3 separate regions of the Danio rerio genome follow, and regions 2 and 3 are each linked to region 1. A link is a contact called in public Hi-C and HiCAR-type data. All regions are on one chromosome and are shown on one strand. Each heading gives the region's core, a stretch centred on a gene start, on an enhancer-like site or on the middle of the called end of the contact. The rest is flanking DNA. Distances are from core to core; before and after follow the strand shown.

The links. Hi-C and Micro-C count contacts between places; a contact is called where the count stands out from the background. HiCAR-type assays count read pairs that join an accessible place to other places.
Region 2: a Hi-C map of an unstated tissue shows a contact between it and region 1, with 2.5 times the contacts expected there. The contact joins the promoter of cimap1d here to the enhancer-like site in region 1. A contact is called at or near these places in 2 of 18 Hi-C or Micro-C datasets (caudal fin and an unstated tissue).
Region 3: a contact with region 1 is called in a HiCAR-type map of caudal fin, with 7 times the contacts expected there. The contact joins the promoter of fkbp8 here to the enhancer-like site in region 1. A contact is called at or near these places in 8 of 18 Hi-C or Micro-C datasets (caudal fin, embryo, hematopoietic stem cells and 1 more) and 3 of 4 datasets of contacts at active chromatin or transcription factors (caudal fin, embryo and gastrula embryo).

Annotation. Positions count from the first base shown.
Region 1 is chr22:20,939,594-20,942,968 of GRCz12tu, reverse strand. All of the region lies in intron 1 of LOC141380320 (a long non-coding RNA gene), which reads right to left. It overlaps LOC137488923 (a long non-coding RNA gene), which reads right to left. Exons shown (of 5, transcript XR_011008218.2): 4 at 910-1,004; 5 at 1-390. Among named protein-coding and RNA genes, the nearest start is that of tmem59l, 22 kb to the left of the region's middle. Within about 2 kb of position 1,733, at least 6 of the 62 cell types and tissues checked have an H3K27ac peak or open chromatin away from gene starts, as enhancers often do. A contact at or near this core is called in caudal fin, where this site is marked.
Region 2 is chr22:21,142,520-21,145,894 of GRCz12tu, reverse strand. cimap1d (CIMAP1 family member D) reads right to left here and starts at 1,786. Exons shown (of 4, transcript NM_001130670.1): 1 at 1,671-1,786. The coding sequence starts at 1,725. It overlaps cpamd8 (C3 and PZP like alpha-2-macroglobulin domain containing 8), which reads right to left. Exons shown (of 43, transcript XR_012398166.1): 43 at 3,221-3,375.
Region 3 is chr22:20,761,573-20,764,947 of GRCz12tu, reverse strand. fkbp8 (FKBP prolyl isomerase 8) reads left to right here and starts at 1,775. Exons shown (of 9, transcript NM_200884.1): 1 at 1,775-1,845. The region is part of intron 1 of LOC141380320 (a long non-coding RNA gene); the gene reads right to left.

The DNA of each region.
Region 1 (3,375 bases), core at 484-2,983:
CTCCCCTAATGACCCTTGACTCGTCTGAAAGATGTTTAGGGTGGTCAGCCATTTAAATAGCGAGAAATGGTTTGATCTTAAATAAGAATATTAATAACTAAAAAACAGATAATATGCATTTGACATTTGACCACCCCGATAGTGGTTCATACCACTGCGAATACGTAATTGCGCAAAGCAGTCTATATTTAGTCAGCAGTCTGGCTGCGGCTGATCTACAGCATCAATAGTGTAGATAGGAGTTTCTATCTACATATAGCCTAAAAGTAAAGTCAAAGTAGATGCACAGTCAGTGGTTTTATAGACCTTTCCTCGCACATGGAAATCAAAGAGTAAAGTAAATAAAATATTTCATTTATTGTCACAGGAATGGAAATTGGTCAATCAACCCTGAAAAATACACACACACACACACATACACATTTATATATATATATATATATATATATATATATATATATATATAGGCATTGCAAAATTAATACTTGTGGCATGTCTCACAGGGTCTACTTAACACATGTTTGTTTACCACATACTAGTTGGCTTGGTATCACCATAACATCCACTACGAATACTTGTCATGCGTCATATGTCGAGTCAGAGGTTGTCAAGAATTTGACAAAAATGTGCATTTGGCAGCCAACAAAAGTCTGAGATTTGAGTTTAGAAATTAAAAATCTAAAGTATAGTATATATATATATATATATTTTATTTTAATTTGTTTTTAACTCTTTCTTAAAACACCCCACTGGTGGTGTATGGGTTTTACGATAAATTTCTGCACTTAAAATGGCCACTAAACACTATTATATACAGCATGGAAGAGCATGGATAACATTTAAAACGACTCTGATGTGTTGTATTTATCTATTAGATGTCACAACCTAAAAAGATGGAAACGAACTTACTTGAATTACCGAGGATAACAATTTCAACAAAATTGTCTGTGATGTTTTACTGTAGAAAAAGGCACTTGCATCTCAGATGGCCTTGGGGTGATTAACTGCAAATTGAAATTTTGGAAATTTAATTTAACCAGGTAAATGTTTAATCATATATTTTACAACAAAACATATTAAATTTAAAATGTATTATATATGAATTTGTCTCTGTAGGTCCAAAATTTGAATGTATATCATTGTTAAAATATTGTTCTGTGCATACTGTGTGTAATCATAGCCCAGTGGAATAAAAAAGTTTACACTGAATTATAACAAATTGTAATTTTAAAGTAATTAATTAATGGTTGTATATTTCAGCAAGCTTGTTTGGAAAAGGCAATTCAGTGTAACTTAAGACGCATTCATCGCCACACTTTTAACATTTGTTTCTTTCTTCTGTTAAATACAAAAGAAGATATTTTAAAGAAAGTTAGAAAACTTTAACCAATGACCATGGTATTTGTATACTCTTAAATGTTTATAACCACTTGAGGATGAGTAAAAGGTGAGTAAATTTTATTTTTTGCGGAACAATTCCTTTAACCGTAATTGTAATAATTAATTAACCACAAGGGGGCACGAGAGAGACGTATTTAACTCCAAAAGAATTGGCTGTGTATTATAACTGGTATTACTTGCCAAGTAACATTTTTCATAAATGTATGAACATTTTTAAACAAAATTCTAATAATTAGAAATTATGTTTCCTAGAAAGGAAACTTCACAAGGCTTGATTTTTATGTTTTTGTCAGCGTAAATACGTGCACAATCACACTATGGCCACTAGATAGCGCACTTCCACCTAGAGATTACAGTAGACGCACAAGGATTATCTTATTACACGTACGTTAAATAAATCACTGATTATATACTCAATTTATCCCCACCATTGCGTATTGGATTGCCAAAATTCATTTCTAGCATTGTCCCTTAGAACTTTTTTACTTCTACACCGCATATCTTACCGTTTACAGGTATTTTCCAAAAACAAACCACCTGTGCTGTGAAGCAGGTGCGAACCTGTGAAGGTCAGCGGCACATTTTTAGGCGAGATGTCCAGCAGACTGTTCTTCAAAAATAGCTTCCTTCAAATTTAACACCCTGTCACACACACACTCTCCCTCTCTCTCCTTTTCTCTTCTCCCATCGGCTGTGTGATAGAACAGTTCCCAACTGAGCCAACTAATAAAAACGAGTCATTTCTGTATCGATGATGAATTACAACAAATATGAAAAGGTGCGTAAGAGAGAATTATTAAAGTACCTCTGAGGAATTTTGTAACTGCCAGTTGTGGTTTACTTTGTGATTATGACCACCTGACTGTATACTATGCTGTTTATTCCATGACTGCTCATAAAATATGTGCGCCATTGTTTTAATTAAAATTATATTATAATCTTACCTTTGTATTCTCACACAGAAAAAAAAATACACCTTTGGTTTATTACAGGCTACTTACGTGCTCTAAGGTTATGCTTTTCAGTATATTCTTGTATTTTTCCGAAAAATAGCCAGTGTTCTGACAAACTGTGGCATTACCAACTACCAACACCATAGTAGGCGGCGTTAAGGCATCAAACCACAATAATATGATGGTGGAAACATTATTAAAAGTAAATGAAAAAAAGAATTTAAAATAATCAAACCAGTTGAACTACAAGCGGTAAATGATGGTTTACAAATTAGTAGTACCATAATTTTAACTGTTTTTGTAATCTATGAATAATTAAAAGAATCTGAGAGTTTGCATTTTTGGAAATCAATATCCACAAAAAATATATATATAAAATACTATAGTAATACGTACTTAATATAGTGTTTTGAACCATATATAGTAAAGTACTTGCATTAACCTGATGTGGTTATTCTGTAGTTGCCTATTGTACACAACAACTGTAGTAATCTAAACAAATGACCAAATAATGCAGTTTTCCATAAATTTAGGGTATATTATACAACAACACTCCACAGTTTACTCTAGTAAAAACGTATAGGCTATACTACATTTATTTTTTTTACAATTTAACAGTTTACTGTAGTTCATACTACAGTGTGTTGTAGACAGCATTCATTAACAGAGTTATAAATATAATATTTACACTGTATAATGCACTTTACTATAGTATGGTACAAAAAGATTATAGTATTTACTATTAATTGCAATAGATTAAACAGATTTTTTATGAGGGCAACACTCAAAAAAATACTTGATTTTAAAATCTGGGTTTCATTTGTACAAACCCAACTGTTTACCGTTGGGTTTAAATAAAATCTTAACTCAACATTTGGGTTGGTCCATTTCTGAGTCATATTTATTTTGAAACAACCTATTTGAAGTGTATCATCTGTTTTGATAAAAAATAACAAAATCTGACCACGTCACAAAGTGACAGAAGCCTGGCTTATCCACCTTATTCTTAAAGCAAACACTT
Region 2 (3,375 bases), core at 537-3,036, 200 kb before region 1:
AAGACAGGCAAACTAACAAGGCACACATATTAATTATTAACATCTTGGCCAAGCATTATGTGCCACCCTAAGACGGTGCCATCTCTACCAATCCAGGGCCATGTCTGGCCCACATGCTGTGATGCATTTCATGCATGCAAGGATCGCTGGTCTCACTCTCTAGTAGCCTAGTAGTTTTAGTAGTTCTAAGGCAACTACTGTATGCTTAGTGTTTGGCCGGCATGGTGCAGGAATTACACTTATTACTAAGCCAAACTTACATTCTATTTCAGAGCAAATATTTAGAGTAGCATGGTAACAATTTGGGAGCGTGTCACAGGTTGTCATTTTTCAAAAATGAACCAATGTGGATATAAAACCTCAGTATACTTCACCTCAGAAAAGCAGGCTTGGCGGAATAGCGCTATTTACTTATCTTTAGTTATTAAATTAAATAAAAATCTTCATTATCGATGCTGTAAAAGGTCCTTTATGAAACTGAAAATAGTCACATCAATCTTTCGCTGGAAGATTTTAGAGGCTGAACAACACTTCTGTGCATATAACCCATTCGTAACAACAAAATCTACATCAGCTTTGCGTGACTAAAATAGTTTTAAAACAGAGCATTACCTGTCAAAGAGAAATACTTCAGCCATGGTGTCCAGCATTCCTCCAGCATGCAAAACTAACTCTAATATTGATTCAGCATTTGTTTTTACCACTGTCGCTCTTTCTCTTGTGTGCACACGCAATCGGCTTTACGCAGTTGTACAAATTTACATTTGCTGAGTGACAGTCAGTTTGGGCTACTTATCAGAATTATCAGATTATGGGAATTGTCAGCCTGACAAATTCTAATTGGATGAACATTTTTTAGTCTTATGCCTCACCCAAAATATAAAAAAACATAGATACATTTAGATCATTTACTTAAATCAATACTATTGGAATGTGAAGAGACTTTCAAACAGCACAACAAAAAATGTTTCTGAGGATAATCACCTACTGCACCTTTAAAATACTTTTTAGTGTCAATTTAGGGTACTACTGATGTGCGCATGCCCAGTAGACGCAGCTGTATCCTTTCAAGTCGTCTGTCTGTCTTTCCCTTCCCTTCTTTATTTAAGTTTAACCTTCAAATAACAGGCATATAATAAACAAAATAGTACAAAATAATAGCATAATAAAACCCTAATTCATCGTCGTAAAGTTGTATCTGAATGAATGAAACTGCTGGCTAAAGTTTTCACGTCAACACATTGCCACCTACAGGCAGAAATAATCACTTCAAACAGCAGGCCCGAGCGTCGAAGTTGTAAACCGTTCGCGTCACTTCTGCCTGAAATGACGACAGGATGGAGATTTAAGGTAAACAATGAATATATCCAGTTGTATTGTTGCAGTTTAAATCATCTATTAAATCTAAAATATTGTAATACGAATAAATAAACTGTTCAATCTATCAATCTGCATGTAATGGATAGGCTGCTACCTTTATCAAAATTGACAGAGATTTTACCACAAATAAAACCAAACTATGGATTTGCTACACTACTGTATTTGTAGTAAGACTGTTCATACAAATGGTAACTTTGTTGGAACATGGCTTCAATGTTGATTGTTGTTCCATGCATTCTTTCAGCAGAGGTAGTGTTGCATAGTGTAGAAATAGTATATAAACAGCTTACCTCTTTCTCTGCCAGCAATGACTGGACGCTTCTTTTCTGTTTCACTCATAGTCATGACCACATTTGAGACCGAAGGTAAAAGTCTTTGCTTACTATGTTTGCTGCATAGTCAGCCGTAGACCTTATCAAGTCCCTATGACAACTTTCATAAAATTTGAGTAAACCAAGCTCAAAGAGCAGCTATTAAGGATTTAGCTTTTACCTCAGCATTAGCTTTTTCAAGCAATTAAAAAAACCCAAGAAGCTGAAACAGGTGTCGTTTTCGTCCTTCCGGCGAAAATCTGATGTCCACTGTAAAAAAGTCCTGACCTCATTTGGACTGGACAAGTTCAGTCAAGTTCTCCATGGTCCTCCATCTGATGATGTCATAATTACAGCCGTCACTTAAATCAGAAAAACGAACAGTTTGGTGTAATCTTCATTCAAGCTGGTGGACTCAGTCAGGGGCCACCAAACCCATTAAATATACACACGCATATGAGAGACAGAAGCACAAAGATGTCATCACTTGAATTCATCGTGGTGTAACATTATCTCCATCAGGTAGGCTAATCCCTCCCCTCAATTCCCTTTCATGCCTTTACAGGCCAGAGATGGACCATCAAGCATGGGTCACCAGGGAGACCAGCACCTGGGGGCCCTCCTGCAAAGCTGTATAAAGTGGGCCCTTAATATTTTAGAAGAGATGAACATCTAGAAGAGTGCGTACCATATTTCTTTATATCAACATAAATAGCATTGCGTCAAAATTCTGAGTGCATATAAATTGCGAGTTGTAGGTATGGTAGATATATCCACCTACTGCATTAACCAGAAAAAAAACATTAAACATTAACTGTTAAGCCTGATGCTATGGTAACCAAAGGTAAATGCCAACATGCAACACATGGGGTCAATGTGTTGCTAGGAACTTCACGCTTGCTTAAAAGAGCTTGAAGCTAAATGGGGGTCAACAGATTGCCTGCTACTTTAACCCGTATACAGCATCTTGATTTTTTTCATTAATTAGTTTGTCCACAGGATGGCAACACTGGATGTAACAGTGTTTTTAGTCCATAAAGAAACTTCTGCTGCATTCCAATTCACAAAAGATCCATCCTAAATAGTAGATGTATACCTGATGTGCAGTAGTTAGCACTGTGAAACTAAAACAGGTACTAGTAATGAATACTTTTTACTTAAGTACATGTTTCAGGCCGTAATGCTTTACTTACACTTGAGTACAAATGTGTAGTCGGTACTTAAACTTTTGCCAGAAACATTTTAAACATGAGTGTCTGTGCTTCTACTTTAGTAAAGGGTGTGTGTACTTTTGCCATCTCTAGTTGTCAATATGCTCATGTTTATATAGGCCTAATGTTGTATGAGCAACGTTTGCATATGTATAACCACCTAAGAGGAATTTGGGTGTCGCGAGTCTTCTTATTTTAGGGGTTGCGGGATTTAAAGATTGGGAATCCCTGTTTTAGATAACATCGGTAAATAGAAACAAGGTCATATTGTATGCAAATTGAAATTCAAGCATTGCAAAACAAACGTTTCACACAATACAGATTGCATTAAAATGTATTTCTGTTCATTGTTTTCTAAATGTTTCGCTTTTGACATTAATTTTCGAAATTTACATAGGCAGAATACTTTGCAGAATATGCATTTTTATCATTTATTTTATGGAACTTTCAATACAGTAAATAATATTAAAATC
Region 3 (3,375 bases), core at 526-3,025, 180 kb after region 1:
TTTGAGCTGAAACTCTGCAGGGTGGTAGATCTCCGGAAACAGGATCGGGCACCCCTGCTCTAATGTCAAAAAATTAACTAATTTCATCCAATGTACAAATTTTTAATTCAGTTCATGTTTATTTCTAAGCGCTTTTACAATGTAGATTGTGTCAAAGCAGCTTAACATAGAAGTTCTAGTATGTTTATGCGCCATTGTGTGTAAAATATGACATTTAAAACAAAAATATTCCTAACTTGCATATTTAAACGTTTAAGAAAGTGTAAGCTAATACATTATAACTTTCATATCAAATAAATACATTTCAATATGCAGTTCTTAATGTAGCCTAATCTATTAACATGGCGATAAGTATTCGACTATTGTTTACCTCTTTCACCTGCAGTGTCTTGCCTTAAGCTGAACGGAAATCATATTGCGAGTTTATATAGAAACATTCGAGACAGAAAACACAACCTTACAGCAATTTAACCGTCAAATTGGATAAGTTTTACCTCAGATTAAGGCTGAAATGTTTTGTTCTGTTGACCATCTCTGCACTTCTGTTGTGATGTGTATATAACCTTGTAACATTAGAAAGAGGTTTGAGCGGCAAACGTGTATTTTGGAGCAGGAAGGCGAATGACAAGAGTTTCCCCTGTACTTTTCATCGTCCTTTCTTGCGACCTGACAGTATTCAATATGAAGCAGTCTCTGTCCCATTGGGTTTGCTTTGTATTTCATTGTAGGGTATAGCTCGGATCTGTGTTTTTAGGGCCTTAGGTGTCTTGTTGTAGGTAAATATGTCCTTTGTATGTTTCTTTATATTGTAAAGTTTCTTTAGACTGAGAAAAAAAGAAAAGAAAATTTGCTTATCAAAAAGAAATGCATCAATAATAAATGTAATTTGATATTTTTGTGCGTTTCAGTTTTTTATATATATATATATATATATATATATATATATATATATATATATATATATATATATATATATATATATATATATATATATATATATATATATATATTAAATATTAAATCATTCATAAGTGATTTGGTAAAAAAAAACATAAATTGATATATTAATTAATATTAATATTAGATTAGTATATTAAAAACAACTAGAAAATATTTCATGTACAGTGGTAAAATTACTAAATAATAATGAAATTAAATTTAATAAATATGTAGGTGATATGAAATCTTAAATATCATCAGTAATTGTTTTAAATTCTTTAAGAATACATGTAATTGTTAAAACATCAGAAACAAAAGTATATAGTTTATTACAAAAGTATAATGTTATATAGCCCTACTTAAAAAATTTTATATTTATTTTATTACATTGATATACATTTAATTCAGTTTCAATATTTATTATTTAATATATAATTGAATGTAGAAAACAATTATGTCATTAAATTTGTTCTATGTAAATAGGTTCAAACAAATCAAATAAATATTAAATATAAACTATGTTTATACGGATATATAAAAATATTTATTTATATTATTAATTTCATATTTTTATCATATGTAATCATATATTGTTAATATAAATTGTTTTAATATTGATAGAAATGTGAATTTAATTGATATATTAAAATATTAAACAGAAATTACTGTCATACACATTTTTAATTTTGGAAGAAAAAAAATAAAATCAATTAAACTGTTGAATGTGCATTTATATTATGGAATATAAAAGTCCCCTCAGTCATTGCAGCGACCTTGACTCTGACTTTTATTTTGTAGTTGTCTGCGATGACCATTGACCTTTACCCGGAAGTTGCAGAGATTGATCTTGTGTTGTTGTGAAAGTTGTTGCTGCGCTGCTCTGAGGTGTATTTTCTTCTCACTGCGGTAAGCTTTTGCTCTTTTACAGCACTTTTCACACGTTTTATTGCACAGAAACATTTATAAGAGAGTTGTGTCATCACGCTGCACTCAGCCGTGCGCGCGCTCCGTCTCAAAGTTGTTGGAACGTTCTGGAAACACTGACATCTCTGCAAATAATAATAAGAGATTTACAGTAAGCATTCGCCCGCGTTCGTAATGAAATACAAACCTTTTGAAGGCATATAAGATGAACATTATAATGCACATTGAAGACGTAGCACTGAATTACAACAGAATATTCACGCGTGGACGATGTGTCATTTCACTTTAACGAAGATTTTATCGGTTATTGAGGTAAAGTTGGTTTTATATTTGTAGATTCTTTCAGTGGCAACTTGTGACATTCTGCCTGTATTGTTTACCATGGTACTTTGAGTATTTAGTCTGAAATCACATGCAAGTTTGACTACAAAACTGTTTAATCGCCTGTGAACAATGTTATACTTTAATAGTCGTTGACTGCTAATATGATTTCACTATTTAGAGTTTTGAAATCATATTATTAAGGAGAAAGTCCAATGGTGTAAAATTAAAACCAACTTTACCTCAATTGAACGATTGTTTTGTCAATAAAAAAGTTTCTAATTATACGATAGCTGGGGTTTATTTATTAAGCAAAATCACTCATAGTAATAGCATGTTTTTACGCGTTTACCATGGTAATATAATGAGTATTTGGAGTTTGTCAGGAATAACATAACATTTGAATAGGGTATAATTCAGTATTAAAAGAACTAAAACTTTAAATAGTATATATAAGTTAAATCTAATAGTCACAATTTAGTAACTATTTTTTGTTTTGGTCAAGTAATAAAGTAATAGGGTTAGACAAACCTTTTTTATATTTTTTTACTAATAACACACATGCCTCTCCTACAAATGAGCACTGAAATTATGACCCATGGTTTCTGTGCAGTATTGCCAAAGTGCCAGGAGTAAAAATGTTACCATTTATCCAACCTGTGGGGCAAGTTGTAACAGACAGGGGGTTAATTGTAACACATGCTTATAAAGGCAGATTTCACACAATTAATTTAAATTCAGTTTACTTTAAATAGTAGCTTTATTTCCTCAGTAATTGACTCTTTTTTATTCTACATAGCACAGTATGTTAATTTATTTATTGGATAAACACATTTGGATTTATTTGCATTATTATTAATTTATACATTAACATTTTTCAATTAAAAAACATTTTTATTTAAAAAGTTCTTAACATTTCATTCAAAATTCAACAATTATTTTGTTAGTTTAATTGGTACCCAACAGTGTGTGGCTTAATTGTAACACCCTGTTTCAACTAACCCCACTGTGTCGTGTTTTCCTCAAAACTGGCTAGAAGTCACTGTGTGTTTATTACATCTTTTAAAATTGTTTCATCTTTTAGCCTAGAAGACTGTAATCACAACAATATAAGATTTTGCATACATACTTTCACAGATTAAAAAAAAAAAAAAAAAAAAAAAAAAAAAAATATATATATATATATATATA